2 separate regions of the Gasterosteus aculeatus genome follow, and region 2 is linked to region 1. Evidence: chromatin contacts called from public Hi-C data. All regions are on one chromosome and are shown on one strand. Each heading gives the region's core, a stretch centred on a gene start, on an enhancer-like site or on the middle of the called end of the contact. The rest is flanking DNA. Distances are from core to core; before and after follow the strand shown. Region 1 holds the start of pcdh10b (protocadherin 10b). Region 2 has its middle 11 kb from the start of LOC144406342.

Region 1 (4,871 bases), core at 598-3,097:
CTGCGTAAACGTGGGCGCGTTGTCGTTCTCATCTGACACCTGGACTCGGATGGACTTACTGGCGGCGAGAGAGGGCGTCCCTTTGTCCCGCGCGACTACGGTGACGGAGTAGGAGTCCGCCTGCTCCCGGTTCAGCGGGCCGTCGGTCACTATGGTAAAATAATTCCTAAAGGACGATTTTAATTTGAACGGAACATCGCCGAGGATCTCCACGTGGATCTGTCCGTTCTCCTCCGCGTCCTGGTCCGTGACGCTCAGCAGAGCAATGACGGTGCCGGGGGCCGCCTTTTCGCTCACCGACTCGGTGACGGTGCTGAAGGTGATCTCCGGCGCGTTGTCATTCAGGTCGGTGACTTTGACCAGCACTTTGCAGTGAGCGGCCACTGCGTTCGGCCCCATATCCTTGGCCTGTACGAAGATCTGATAGAGGCTGCTCTCCTCGAAGTCCACCTCTGCGCGCACCTCGATGCGGCCGGTGCGCGGGTCAATACTGAACAGATCCTTTACGCGATTGGATATGTGGTTACTGAAGGAGTAAACGATCTCCCCGTTCAGTCCCTCGTCCAGGTCGGTGGCGTTCAGCTGTAGGACCAGCATGCCCACCGGCGCGTTCTCCGAGAGGCTCACCGTGTAGACGGCCTGGTCAAACACCGGCACGTTATCATTGGAGTCCAGCACTTTGACCACCAGCAGCGCGGTGCCGGTCCGGGGAGGCTGACCGCCGTCCACCGCGGTCAGCACGTACCTGTGCGCCGCCTGCTGCTCCCGGTCCAGTGGCTTCTCCAGGACGAGCTCGGCGAACTTGTTTCCGTCCGTTTGGGTCTGCACATCCAGGTAAAAGTAGTTGTTGGTGGTGATATCGTAAGTGCGCAGCGCGTTCGAGCCCACGTCCGGGTCGAACGCGCTCTCCAGGGGGAAACGGGTGCCCGGAGTGGCACTCTCTGAGATCTCCACCGTGATGTCCGTCTCCGGGAAGCTGGGCGGATTGTCGTTAATGTCCACCACCTCGATCTCCACCCGAAACAGCTCCAGCGGGTTTTCCAAGAACACTTCCATGTTGAGCTGGCAGCTAGGACTCTGCCTACAGATCTGCTCCCGGTCGATTTTTTCGCTCACGAACAGGACACCGTTCTCCAGGTTCACTTCCAGATACGGCGTGCGAGAGCTGGGCACCACCTGGAAACGGCGGGAGGCCAGTTTGGTGAGGTCCAGCCCCAGGTCCTCGGCAATATTCCCCACCAAGGTGCCATGGTCCGCCTCCTCCGGCACAGAGTAACGGATCTGAGAGAGCACTCCATGCGCAATGCACAGGACAATCACAAGCGCAATCATCGCAGGAAAACAAGTGCACTTTGGTAGAGGATTTTATAGACTGCGGTATCCTCTGTTATTAGGCAAAATATCCGGTCCCATCACCCATTTCCTCAGGCAGGCAAAGTCTCCAAAAATGCGTAAAAATCTCCAGAAACTTATAAAACGTCCGGAAAAGGCTGTCCCATTAAAAAAAGCGTTTCTGTTTGAGTTTTGAACACCGCAGAGTCTCTTTTTCTGTCTGTTCTCCGTTGTCCCGCTTCCGAGTGTCCGAAGAAGCTGCTGCGCGCATTCCAATGAAGCGCCGTGTGATGGAACCAGTCCGGAGCGCGTTTGGGAAACGAGGAAACAGGTATCCACATAAAAACAACAAGAGGTCGGTTTGGCTTTCTGTGATTGTCCCTGTGATCTGACGGTACATGCCCGACTTGTCCTCTCGCTGTCGGGCTGGGTGTCTGTCCTCCTGCCACCCTGTTTTACTCACTGCGGTCCCCTCCACTCCACTCTACTCTCTACTGACGCTGTTCACTCAACTCTTTGCTTTTTTTCCCTCCTCTTTGACACCCCTCCTCCCCCCCCAGCAACCCTCCGCCCACCCTCCCTTCCATCGTACCGCCCCCATCTCAGCCCCTGTGGCTGTAAATCACGCTGACAGCTCTCTCCTGATTGGATAGCCGGGTTGCCGGTCCACGCCCCCCCCCCCTCCCTCCCTGCAGCTCTATCTCGCTCTACCTTTCCAACGCTTTGCTCCTGGTGGCTTCTCTTTCAGTATAACGCCGAAGTGGAGAGGGGACGGAGGACGCCAAGGCTAGAATTCTCCCCACTCCTCTCCAACACGCACGCGCACGCACACCTGCCCCCCCAATGAACCACTGTGTGATGAGCGCTGGTGGAGGACTTGGTGTCCGGGGCCCTTGAGAGCCTGAGGACAGACCGGGGTAATGCATGCAAATGCTGCGATATGTATGTAGACAATCATCCCCGGTTCGAGCGCGGTTTCTTAAGGCAGCGCGTTATAATTACAGCCCGTGGTTGAAAGGATATTAACTGTCCTCCAGCCAGCCACACAGGCAGCGCGTCTGGAGAGGATGGGGCGACGGGCCCTGATGCGCGGACCTCATGCGACCCCTAGCGGGGCGCCAGCAGGCCAGAGTGAGATTCAGAGCCGGAGTGAACCAGTCATCGTCCAGTGGACCGGTCCGCGAGGTAAAGAAAAAACAGGGGACGAGCATTTCCATAAACACACTCTGAGGATGAGTGACACCAACAAACACAACACATTACAAATGTGTAAAACAATTGAGAAGACAAAACAAAATCGACTCCAAAATGGAAAACATTCGGTGGAACTGAATTGTGTACTCTCAGGCTCAAAGAATTCCATTTAGACGGTTCCAAGCGACTGGAGCAGGAAACATGAAGGCATGCTCTTCCGCCTCCTCTTTTAGATCATTAGTATTACACAAAGGAAGGAAGTGCACATGGCTTCAAAAGGCACAGTCACACACAGTTATTTGTAATGAGTTCGTCACAAACAGAGAAACAAGTTATACAAAACTATAACTACAGACAAAAAATGACTGATTCTGAATCCTGATAATATGGATACTTTGAATTTTGCAGAAGAAGTAAGGCTCCCCTTATTTTTCTGCTCTTTTTGCCAGTCTACTGGCTTGTAGATCCATTTTTGTAAAGTGGCCTTTGATGAACCCTACTTCCGGCGAGTGTTTCTCAGTGATCTAGATCTGGACTCTTTCCCCAAGCAGGACACGCGTTCATGTACCCGACTCGTAAACCACAGCGGTCAGCCACACCGTACACCACAGGGGCTTTTTAATTGAAGTTTTAATTATTTCCGGTCTTCATAAATACCCCCCTCCCACCCCTCATTCCAGTTGTAAAAGTGAACCTGACCTTGGTCATAACAGGAAATCTCTGGAGCCTTTAGTGTTCAGTGTGTGAGATCAGAGGAGTGAAGGAGGTGAGCAGTAGAGCAAGTGCTCCCCCTAGTGAACCTCTGCACTGCTGCACGTCCACATCCACACTGACTAACACGTGCACGCACACGCACCCCCTCCCACACACACAAGTGGCAGCATAAGTGCATGTCTGCAAACTGTCAGATACATCACCGTACAGGCCACTGTGGGAGAGAGAGATGTAGTGGCTACGAGAAGAGACTCTCCTAAATCAAGCTGCAGCCAGCGGTGCGGTCGGACATGCATCACTGTCGGCTCAGAGAGAGAGAGACACCCAACGATCACTGATTTAACTACGTGAATGTGATTTCAGTCACTCCCCTGCTCACCCACACTGACACGGCAGCACTCCGCCTTCTCATCTGGATTTACAGCCAGGACTTCTTATTCTCGAGTCATTTTAAATGCTGAAAATACAGAGTATACACACACCGGCAATTGCTACCTTTTGTGGGTAAAAATAACGTCTCGTTCATCCCAACGTTTCCCACACATTGTAGCGGCAAGAGAGATGAAAAAAATGAAAAAGGTGCCCTACAGCAGTCCCATTCAGAAGGTAATTAGAGCAGCAGAAAGCAGCATGTAATCATCAAGTGTTATAGAGCTACAGGGACCGGAGAGCACCGTCTAATCGGAAACCAAGCGCCGCTTCCCCCGTTAGCTTTAACAAGCGCAGCATCAATTAGCACAAGAGTGGAGTCTCTAATGTGGTGTCACGTCTAGGTGTTGGGGAGGACAAACCTCTATGGGCACCATAAGGGACAAGCAGGTCTGCACGAAGCCTCTCTGCGCTGCAAACTGTCAGTGAAGATCTTACATTGAAACCCACGGATGGTAGCGGTACATCCGGGTTCTGTCTTGTTCTGACTTGTTCTGACAGTTGGTGAGCTACAAGGTGTCTCATGACAGCTCATCCCCGCTCACAAGTACGTCGAGGTTCATCAATGCACGTCCGATCATATGGTGCACAACATTCTGAGACAGGAGAAGCAAGGTGATAACAGCCGACACTGTTGTGTCACATTTTGAAAAAGCTCTTATATTCAGACAAAATACTTCACTGAAAGGGTTGTGGAAGTATTACATATTAATAATGTTTTTCACTTCAACGAGTAACCAACCATTCTGATCATTGCAATGGTCAAGACCATAACATATTCAGGTTGGATTATTTCTTTATACTACATAAAATTATATTTTTTCATATTCATAGAAATGTCAGTGATCAGCGATCTTAATGATTTTGATGTGTTTGTATACTCTTTGCTGAATATGATTACATAATCTCACTTAAATAAATAAAGAGTGTAAAGAGGGACAAAGTAATTCACACTTTGTCTGGCTACCTGTTCTCAGTGACTGAAAAGTGGATCAAAGACCCTCGGCAGCATGTTGTTGCTGCCGACTGACACCATCGTCTGCAGCTGCTAAAACTGTTCCAGCTTCTACACATTCATCACCAATCACCTCGACAACTGCTGCCTTCACTGTAAAACCATCACAGAGGATGCTTTATAGTGACGCCGGGAGACTCTGTCATCTGCTGCTCCAGCCACATATGTGCTGACTTTGCAAAAAAAA
Region 2 (4,871 bases), core at 1,506-4,005, 630 kb before region 1:
TATTAGAGTATGGTCATCATGTCTGTACCTACACTACCGCTGCATTGTGAACATTCTTTTTATGCCCTGAAATGTGTCCCCTTACATTCGCACTTGGGCATATATCAGTCGTCTACAATTACACCAAGGCGGTAGCACAAGACAAACAGAATAGGCTACTCATTATCTTTGCGGATAAGACGAGGCTCAGAGGAGAACATCTTACAATGTGACTAATTTCCAAAGGGAGCCCTGACAGAAAAGGTTTGGGAATCACTGCAACTTTGTGTAGAGGCAAGCATAATCCTGGTGGTGAGGAGATGCCGATGTGGGACTACGAGTACCTAAGGAGCAGGAGGGATCCAAGGCTATTGAAACCACTTCTCCATGCCCCTGTGGACGCTGAGGCTTCAAAGCCCGCTGCTGCAATTGGGGGAGAAACATGCTGAAACATGATCGCACAGCCATTATATGTTGCCCCATGGACATAAAGGAGGCCAATGCAGCCGCCGGCGTGAAGAGCAACTTCCCTGAGAGTGAGAGAGGGAATCCTAGATGATACAGCACGGGTAGCCCCGACCAGGGTAGGGAGGTTAACCAGGGGCGGGAAGCTTCCGTGACAAACATTGTTATCAGCTGTAACCGCGTGAACACATTAGTGCAGCGCCAGCTGCTATCCCATCCGCCCTGCAGAGAACCATCATAGTCATACACTCACATATTAATTGCGATTGGAGTTAATAAATGAGTGAACAGTGATAATTTATTCATATTTTTTCTTTCAATACCTATGAATACATATTGACTACCACAAGAAAGTAGTCAGAAAAATACAGTAAGTTCTTCCTTGGTGATGAAGGGATATTTTTGTCTGAGATGAGGAAAGGAACCAAAGGCAGACTTGTGTGGTTCAATGACTAATAGCTGTCAAAGTTATCACGTTAATCTATGCGATTAATGTGGAGATGAATGCGATAACATTTTTTTACTACGTTAACACAACTTTACTTCCTGCCTTCCGGGGTCAACAAAGCCGCCGCTAGCTGCAGTCAGTTAGACAGGAGAGAGCAAGACGATAGCTAAAGATGGAGAGAGCTTTGAGTATTGCAAGTAAAACAAACAAAGCGCGACATACAGCAGAGAACTGTGCAAAGGAATTCTTCCATCTATGTAGAAAAACTAACTTTTAATCCCTGTTAATGAATTTCTAAATGTGCTATTAATTAGTTAATTTTTTAAATCTATTGACAGCCCTACCTATTATCAGTATAAGCATTAGCATAATCTTAACTATTCAAATGTCTTCCTTTTTGTTTTAATAAATCTTAATTATTTAAGATGATCAGACTATCAGATGGCACTGTTCTAACCATATTCCATAATTACACTTACGTTACTTATGTTCCTATCCCGAATGCAAGCTACAGTCAATTAAAATGCATGTATGAACATCTGCTATCATTACTAAATCAATAATATTCTGTTGCATTTAATTCTCATTTGCAGCATTTTGTGTTATAAAGACAGAAAGGATATGTGTCTTTTTGTACAATTTAATATCCAATAGTCTGTGTTGGAAAAACTGCAATAATGTCAGGTCATGATAAGAAGGGGGTTTAGACAAAACAACTACGTCCGTATCATTTGTTCAATTAGTAGTGTGTATGACATGATAGCTGAGATAAGATGACCATTCAGGATATAAAATCTGTGTGACGTGTATGTCCGGCGTCTCATGATGATCAGATGTATGTTTCACGATAAAGAACATGACGGTCCTTGTACAATAAAATATTGTGCGTGCGCAAAACCTCAGTTTGTAACTGTGTTAATGCGCACCAGATTTGTATCTCTATTGTTCTGCCCTTCACCTGTGAGTGAATCAATCAATCAATCAATGCTGCCTCCTGGTGTTTACAGTAGGGAAACGATGTAAAGAGAAAGGAAAAAAAGATTCAACAATTTTAGGCACCATATACATTTTGTCAGATATTTTACTAATTAAAAAACCGACGTTCTAAATGTCACAAGATATTTTACTGCATAGACAACACACAGTATACATGATTACATCACAAAATGACTAGACAATAAAAAGGAAAACAACTATCACAAGGAGCAGGTCACTGGGTCCATGGGTCCAATTGTTTGATACTGCTATGCAACTAAATCTTATTAAAACGTTTTATTGGCGATCCCAAAACAATCAACAAAACCAAATACTTTATACTGAATTTTGGGGAAATATGAGATCCACAAGACATGTACAATAGTTTAATCTGATAGAATGATACAACAAAGAAAGAATAGAGTACTGGGTCCCTCAGTGAGTAACAAGATGTATAAATCCTACATTAAGACCTCAGTATGCGTCAAATGTTTCATAAATGCGGGTTAGGGTTATGGAATCGGCCCATGTAGTGTTGTTTTGTGAAACATAGTCCTACCCAGCCTTCATGCTGCTCCTCCTGCCAACGTGGTAAAAAAGGTATTGCAAAGAGAATGAATGAGCTCAGCAGTTGTTCATGAAATACAATAGCCAGTAAATGTTATATATATATATATATATATGTCCCTCTTTTATAAGGTTCACCCCTACAGAAAGCATTGAGGTGTGTGGGTGCCTGTCTTCTACGTTGGTCCAGTAGGTGGCAGTAGCACACTGTGTGTGAGGCTGGCAGTGCGCTTCTCTGTAAAAAGGCTCAATGACCCTACCGTAGTCCAGTGACTGAGGTGTGAACAGATACTGACCCCCGCCCGATGGGCCTTATGCCCACACAGACCAACATCCCTCTTTAGATCGGACTCACCCAACATGTTGCATTTTTTAGGAAATGTATCAACCTATGACTCCTGTTTACCTTCATTTTCAGTAGCAATTTCCACAGTGTGCCGTTGTTGTCGGCCCATGGCATGGGTCTCCATGGAAATAATCGCAGTATGTGTGCTTGTTGCTGTGATGATGGTAAACATAACTCTCCACGGGAGGCTGGCTGTTTTGGCCTAATGATCAGAGCGTGCCGGCTGTCGGGCTCGATCCAGTCCTCATCCAGTAACTAACATTTAATAGAAAATGTAGCGGTCCATTGGGATTCTTAGAATAAGGAACATTATATTCATAATATGGAAATATCTCTCCAGAATGAATCTGGTGAATTTTTAGAGAGACACCGTAATCTACGGGCTAAATCAATGGGCTGTGTGTGTGTGTGTGCATTGATGGCTGCTTCCTCAAGTGAAGTCTGCATGCTATAGAAAGCAGAATACAGTACATACATTTCTTTGTTTGAACAAAACAGGGCTCCTTTCCTTCCTCCTCTCCTTTTGTATGTTATGCTCTTCTCATTTTTTTTCTTCTGCCAGATAATCCCAGATGCTTTGAGTGACAGTTGCAATTTCCTATTAAATCTCTGAAATCCTTTCAGCTGTCATTAAATTCTTACCATCCTTTGGAGAGACAGAGGGAGGAAGGAGGGGGGAGAAGTGGGACTAAAGGGACAAACATGAAAGAAGCAGAGGTACAGATTTGGCTTTGATTCTCACCAATAAGCAGCTGATGTAAAACCGTGCTTCTAATGAGGCTGGGAAACAAAGGCTCAAAGATTGAAGCGCATGTGGAAAATCAGCGCTACCTCTTGGGATTCTTGCGTGTCTAATATCATTTCTAATCTCGTCTGGAAAATGATTAATCTGAACCTGAATTCCAAGCAGATTGTTGTCTTCCCTTCTGCTGTCTCAACTCAACATATTTTATACTTTTTTCTCCAATATTTCATTCCTGGTTCTGTGTGTGCTCTCAAAACAGACTTCATACTTGTTATTGGAGGATGAAGGCTGGAGGGATTATTCCGGTATAGAATCTTTAGCTGTACTGCAAACAAAAGCCTGCTTATGTTCTGATGCATGAGGAACAATAATAATATGAATGTCCGTCCGAGCCGACCTTCTCCACCAGTTTCTTGAGTCTGATGAATTCTGCTTCCCCAGCAGATAATGGCAGAGCACTGGCCACAACAGACTGGTAGAACATCTCCAACATCTTGCTGCACACATTAAAGGATCGAAGTTTCCTCAAGAAAGAGAGTTGACTTATCCTCTTCTTGTACACAGCGTTGATGTCGGCCTTCCAGTTCAGTCTGTTGTCGATGGAGACACCCGTCAGAGAGGGCGGGAGGGTGGGAGAGCCCTTGTAGAGCAGTGGTCGCAAACCTGTTGATCGTGATCGACGATCTCTGAGACTTTCCTGGTCGATCTCCAAAATAAAAAAATAGAAGTCATAAACGCCTTGTTTATCATTCTGGAACATTTTCTGCAGTGTCTTCTGAAATGTTTCCTTATGGAAGACCAACGTCAAAAAATTTCGATGTGTCCATTCTGTTTTGTCCACTGTTGCTACATCCACGTGATTGAGTTTAGTGCTTATTTATTTATTTATATATATATATATATATATATATATATATATATAACACAGAGAGGAGTCACGGCGTGTACGACCATGATGTACTATAGCTGATTACATTGCGCACTGATATGGAACGCTCTGGTCAATCAAAATGACAGCAGCTTAAGTTGATAAATACACAGTTAACAGTTAATATTGTTAGTTCATTCAGCCTGATGATAGAAACTGGTGTTTTTTTTTTGTTCATTTTGTGTGCAGTTAACAAATCATTTCCTTATTAAGTAATTCTTGTGCGTTCTTGGTCACAATTTCAAAGCTTGACGGGTGTTGATTTCATTCCGTTCCAATCAGGCCAAATAAAAAGCCTTAAGTAGGTAGATCTTGCCTGCAACCAAGGCGGAGGTTGGTGGTCTTGTGTTTGTGCCGCTCACCAGGGGGGACAGGGTTGGAGGTGTGATGTGTGGGTGGAGACAGCCGAGGACTTTGA

Evidence for each region. A called contact is a pair of places that touch in the nucleus more often than the background predicts.
Region 2: a contact with region 1 is called in a Hi-C map of skeletal muscle, with 9 times the contacts expected there. The contact joins the enhancer-like site here to the promoter of pcdh10b in region 1. A contact is called at or near these places in 3 of 6 Hi-C or Micro-C datasets (skeletal muscle and tail fin).

Annotation. Positions count from the first base shown.
Region 1 is chr4:19,431,646-19,436,516 of fGasAcu3.hap1.1, reverse strand. pcdh10b (protocadherin 10b) reads right to left here and starts at 1,847. Exons shown (of 5, transcript XM_040174394.2): 1 at 1-1,847. The coding sequence starts at 1,332.
Region 2 is chr4:20,067,050-20,071,920 of fGasAcu3.hap1.1, reverse strand. No RefSeq gene overlaps it. Among protein-coding and RNA genes, the nearest start is that of LOC144406342, 11 kb to the right of the region's middle. Within about 2 kb of position 2,755, at least 2 of the 9 cell types and tissues checked have open chromatin away from gene starts, as enhancers often do.